2 separate regions of the Callithrix jacchus genome follow, and region 2 is linked to region 1. The links are chromatin contacts, called in public Hi-C maps. All regions are on one chromosome and are shown on one strand. Each heading gives the region's core, a stretch centred on a gene start, on an enhancer-like site or on the middle of the called end of the contact. The rest is flanking DNA. Distances are from core to core; before and after follow the strand shown. Region 1 has its middle 57 kb from the start of BTRC. Region 2 overlaps BTRC (beta-transducin repeat containing E3 ubiquitin protein ligase).

Evidence for each region. A called contact is a pair of places that touch in the nucleus more often than the background predicts.
Region 2: a Hi-C map of skeletal muscle shows a contact between it and region 1, with 4 times the contacts expected there. The contact joins two enhancer-like sites. A contact is called at or near these places in 3 of 3 Hi-C or Micro-C datasets (induced pluripotent stem cells and skeletal muscle).

The regions. Positions count from the first base shown.
Region 1 is chr12:94,250,231-94,253,059 of calJac240_pri, reverse strand. No RefSeq gene overlaps it. Among named protein-coding and RNA genes, the nearest start is that of BTRC, 57 kb to the left of the region's middle. Within about 2 kb of position 1,454, at least 2 of the 16 cell types and tissues checked have an H3K27ac peak or open chromatin away from gene starts, as enhancers often do. A contact at or near this core is called in skeletal muscle, where this site is marked.
Region 2 is chr12:94,400,245-94,403,287 of calJac240_pri, reverse strand. The region is part of intron 1 of BTRC (beta-transducin repeat containing E3 ubiquitin protein ligase); the gene reads right to left. Among named protein-coding and RNA genes, the nearest start is that of BTRC, 93 kb to the right of the region's middle. Within about 2 kb of position 1,332, at least 1 of the 16 cell types and tissues checked has an H3K27ac peak or open chromatin away from gene starts, as enhancers often do. A contact at or near this core is called in skeletal muscle, where this site is marked.

The sequences.
Region 1 (2,829 bases), core at 205-2,704:
CCCAGCTACTCCGAAGGCAGAGGCAGGAGAATCGCTTGAACCTGGGAGGCAGAGCTGAGATTGTGCCATTGCACTCCAGCCTGGGCAACAAGAGCAAAACTCTGTCTCAAAAAAAAAAGCGGGGCATTTCCCCTTCCCAAGTCCAGTACAGCAGCCTGGAGATTGATGGGAAAATAGCAACAAAGTCAAGGACAAAGCCATTCTGGGTTTCCCCCCTCCTTCATGTTCATACCTGTTTGGCACATTCTTACACATGCGCCGACAAACATGCATGCATGCACACACAGAGCTGGGCTATATATGACAAATCATGGAGTGGTGACCGGTGTGGCAGGCTTGGGGGGAAGAGCACGTTAAGAGGCTGTGATAGACAGCTGAGAGGGCAGGGGCAAAGCAAGGGGCACTTAGTGGGGAGCAGTAAGGTGAGTATACATGGGGGGTTGGAGTTCAACAGGGAGATGAATTGAAGCAGAGGGTCCTCCAGAGGCTGAGGATGGGGTGCGTCTAAAAGGAAGGATCTAGGCTATGAGCTGCATTTGCAGAATTCCATGGTGACTGGGCGCCCAGGCATTGGGTAAACCAGCACACCCTTCCCTGAATAAAAAGTGGGCCACTCAGGCCTCCGAAGGCAACCCCTGAAGGAAGCCAGAGGCCAGGAGTGCTCCAGGTATAATTCTTCTTCCCCTCTGCTATTAACTGGATGGGGTGGGTGGGAGTTGGGCTGCTGATCCCCATTTCCCCTCTCCCTCAAAAGCCTGGACTCACCCACTCTCTCCAAATTCAGTTGCCCCTTGATGAGATCTGCTCTCCCACACTGAGCTTCCCTATCCCCTCCCAAGCGGGGCTGGGGAGACCAAATCAGTTTTCTCTGTCTTGCTCTATTTTTCTTCTTCCCCCCGACCATGTTCCAGGACCCAGGACCCAGGACCCAGGACGTGCTCTGCTTGCTCTAAATCCCAAACTGGACAGGTTCAGAGTAGGAAGAGTCAGAGGCTACTGTGGCTTCCTACCCACTCTCTTATTTGCCTGAGCCTGGCCTTATGACCTCTTGTCAGTAGGTAGGATGTCAGGTTAGTGGGGGTGGGAGAATGAGCATTTTGACCTTGGGAGGCCTGCCTCTGTCTTTATCCATTCCCTGCCAGCCCTCAGTGCCCTTTGAAGGTTTATAGTCATATAAATCGCAGAGTCCCATGCCAGGCTTGGAGTTTGCAACTATAAATAGGCACGAGGTAAACAAGGTGGCAGATGCAGGGGCTTGGGACAAGACGGAAAATCTGCCCCTCTTTGCCTGGGCGGGGGCCAAGGCACATCCGTGGAAAGGGATATCTTCCCTCCCTTCTCACCCTTTCTCCCCTGCCTGCTGCCTGCTGGCTGCTCTGGGCTTCTAGTCTTTCCCCTCTAGGGATTTATCCTCCAAGGCAGCTTTCTGCTCCAACTGTCCCTGGTCACTTGCCCTGTTTCATCTTGCCCTGAGTCAAGACAGGGCGGAGGAATTGACTCCATTATTAGGCTCTGTGCCCCTGGGCCTCTCTCCTGCTGCTTCACACTTTATCCTGTGCTCCTCTAGCAAGTCTGGAGGGGGTGCTGCCTCTACCAACCACCAGTCTCCACCACTAGGGGCGTCCTGATCCCTTCTCCATCCTGACAGCCAAGGTGATGCTAACATTTCTCAAGCAGGAAACTGTATTAGGAAACTCTGGGGAAACAAACCAAAGACCCTCACTTCCCATTCATTCCCTTCCAAAGCACAGAACATGAGCGGGCACATATTTGCCTGGGTTGATTGACACCTGCCTGGCTACTTGGAGTCTCTACCCATGATCTATGGGCTGTGTGAGCTAGATTCTGAGAGAGAGTTTGAGTTTGAGATGATTTAGGTAGCATGCTTTCTAGACCCATCCCTGCCTTCTCTCTGCCCCAGGGCCGGGCTGATTTTATGCTCCGTTTTGTCCTGGCCCTGGCAGGTTCCCAGTTACCAACAGTCCTCTGAGGAATGTCAGGCCCCACGGGCCCTGCAATTATCTCTCTTCATCCCTCTTGGAAGAGTCTGGATCTTTAGCCCTGAAATTCCTTCTTTCATCCTAAACCTGGGCTCTCCAAACATACTCACTCATCAGTTTAGAATCACAGAAACTAGAACGGAAAGAAATCTTAATTTTTCTCATTTTTACAGATAAGGAACCTGAAGCCCAGAGAGGTGAAGTGACTCTCACCTCCATCACACAGCTAAGATTGGCTTTGTTGCTAAGGCTGGAAATACTCCTCTGCTAAGCTTGGCTTCTGTACCTCGACTTTAACTTCCCAGCTTCTGCTGGCTTCCTTTGCCTCCCAGAAGCAGAGTAGCCACCTTTCAAAGGTTCATTCTCCTTTGTGGCCTACTTCTATCTGGCCTCTACATAGCAAGAGGGAAAGGACAGACTCTGAATTTCAATAAATGGTTGAATGATATGTGGCTCTGTTTTCCAGTACCTTTAACCCCCCATTTCCCTGAGTCCTCTATGATGGCTTATCGGGCAGATGATCCTGGAGGAATGATTTCCCAAAGCCCATCTTCATAAAGCCTGGAGAAGTGTCCTTCCTGTTGTGGGAAGCCACTTCTCTGGCTGTTCCCTTATTTTTCTAACAAATGTCAATTTCATAAACTGGATGGCAAGGTGAGACCAAGTGCGATTCCTTGAATGGCGTCCCTTACTCCCTGGGTGTGCAATGTCCAAGTGAGCACATGTGCATGCACACACATGCATACACGTGCACTCATGTTCTCATCGCCATCCTGTTCAAGGGGTCTGTCTTAATCCATTTTGACAGCCATAACAAAATACCTGACAC
Region 2 (3,043 bases), core at 83-2,582, 150 kb before region 1:
CGGGAAGAGAACAAAAATGTACTTAAATGCTGAATTTTTTCTCCAGGCTGAATGCCTTTCATCCAATAAGACATTCAAAGCAGTGACCCAGCAAATGGATTGAAAAAGCAATCTTCCGTCCCAGTGCCACATTATCATTCCTATTCAGTATTCTCCAAGAGATATCTCAATCAGCTGTGTGTAAGTGACAACGCAGCCCATTGCTGGGTTAATTAAACATTTGACTTTAACACCCTCCCCGTCATTAAGCAAATAAAAGCAGATAATTCAAACTGCACTTCATCCTCAGGGTACACAACACACATGTCAAAATTAAGAGAGTCCAAGGCCTCTGGGGAATTCTGTTGGGGCTATAATCAGTTTAAATCTTATCTGGTTTATCAATTATTCTATTGATTAAACCAAAGCGATTATACACAACTCCTCTGCCACATGGGATTGATGTCAGTAGAGCAAGAAAATAACTCCAGGAGGTTCCAAACCGATTTTAAAAGAGACCAACAGACAGACCAATAATAGTCGATCACTACATACCAGTGATCCATATACTGAAGAGTTGATTCTTAGTTTCAGGCGGGTGAAGTGAACTGTTTCCAATCACTATGTCCCTCCGCTATACCTTACAGTTGGCTTGAGTAAATTTATGTCTTGAAAGATCAACATATTTTCTACTGATTTAAACAGAAGCTAGCATGCTCAGCAGTTGAAATATATTTTATAGATACTGACCCTAAGCTCTAACAGAGAGAATCTCAAACAGAGAAAACTAAATTTTTTTTCTAATCTTCTTACCTGTAAGATGTAGGAATGAAAAGGGACATATTTGAGAGCTGATATTCCTACAAATATACAATCGCCTCACTATTCCAATGTCCTGCAATACAATTATTCCTGAAAAACCGAATCTAAGAAATCAGAAAGATCTTACCACAGAGTCATGACTCCTTTTATGAATTCCAAGGGCACACATCTTCAATGCCATTAATAACACTGAAAATGTATAGTTGTATCTTCAAATGAAATATTGATAACTAAATCCTAACATATCGAGTTTTTACCAGAAATTGGTAACCACAATTTAGTTACCCTCCTGCCCCATTCATTGTGTAATATCTTTCAAATGTCTAGAACCCCTATAACCTCAAGGCCATGCCCTACTGTATATGAGAAAACCACTAATAAAACCGACTAACAGAATGGGGGAGGGTAGTTAGACTACTCCACACCTGAAATCTGTGCACTTACAGCCATGCTCTTCAGAAAGGAAATTTGTTCACTGGCACCACATGTGCATTCAACCATAATTTAACTTATCTCCTTCAGACTTTTTGTTTTCAGGCAGACTAAGTAAGAAACCTACATTAGCATGCTGTATTCTACACTCACCACCAGAAATACTGAGGGTGCTATTTGTAATTGTATTCTTTTTAAGAGGTTTATTCTCTGCAGCTGTTTTCTGCTTGCAGTGTATTTTGTGTAATCAGCACATCATCATAAATACATTGGCTGTTCCCCTGAGGGTAGCTGTCAGTGTTTAATTTACAGAACAACCTGGCCAATGTGAATTTTAACACTACAGCACTATGGCAAGGAGTTACCACACTCTGTGAAAAACAGGTTTCTATGAATTTTTATATCAAGAGCTGGTCCCAGGACAATTTAGGTTCTAGAAATACACTGTTTAAAGAAGCGCTTTATACCTTGTATGCAACAGACTCTTTCTCAGTTATATCCTAAGCAGAAGCCCCAAACTAACTACCAAATCATGAGTGGGAACTACCAATTCTGAAGACAAGGATTGAAAATCCATGATCTACCAGTAGGAGGCACTGTAACAAATATTATCATCTCTTTTTAAGCTACATGTAGCCCTATCACAAACATCACTATTTTCTTAGAAGGTATGTAAAGGCAGAGAGAAAACCATTTAAGACATAGACTAGTCTGAAATATCCATGATCACTTTTTTGTTGAGATGAGATATATCTGATATGAACATAAGTATACCATTTCCTTGGGACTGCTACTAGGCCAGACCCCTAAGATCAATCAATGGGAAAAAAATACATATGACTACTGGTTATCAATACTAATAATTTATATACATAATGACTGGTACATAAGTACTTAATACATGTATAACAAATAACTATAAGCTCCTTGAGAGTCTGAATCTTAATTTATGCCAAATACTTTGTACAGTAATTGGCAAATAAAAGATACTCTATGTGAATTGAATGGAGTTGTGGCTAGTTGTGAAGGCCATGTTATCTGTAAAGCCTTACATCTACATGATGTCAAAAGGATTTTCTAAATCAGTAAAATGTCCCTAAGGACAATATAAAAAGTACAAATTACATGTGCTAGTCATTTTAGTGAGAGCTATTTGTATAAGAAATCTAAGTACCTCAATCTCACAATGAAAAACAAATTGGCCTACAAAATAATGGTATATATAAACATTTTAATAATGAAGAAATACACAGAAGAAATGAAAACTTTTCTATGCTAAATACTTGTCTCTTTATATTTAGTGTGATCAAGTGGAGAGTGATCATTTTAAATGCTCAGAACGGTAACCAATAGCACTATTCTGTTACTGAACTGGTTTTATATGCACACATACACATTCCATAAATCAAGTGATGATACATATGTATTTTTCTGTTAAGGGCCATTTTTACAAGTTAGAATGCCTAGAGTTAAACTGAATCAAAATATATTTCATGTTAAGTCATCCTCAATGTATTTGCTTTTAATGTTGCATAGGACTACATTTGCATGATGTTTACAAAAATCATTATATTGTGATTAAGATTCTTTTTTTCTTTTAAAGGAACAAAATCACTGACTTCACTTAGGAGGGTTTAAAACTTACCCAAATTTGTGGTAACGTTAATTTTTAAACTATTAAGTAGAACAACAGCGATCTTTACAACTTGCTTTAATACTACTGTAACTAAACATTTTTCTCTGTAACAATTTTTCATTTTATATAAGCATAATCATATACAAGCAAAATCTGATCACACCTTTAAACTGA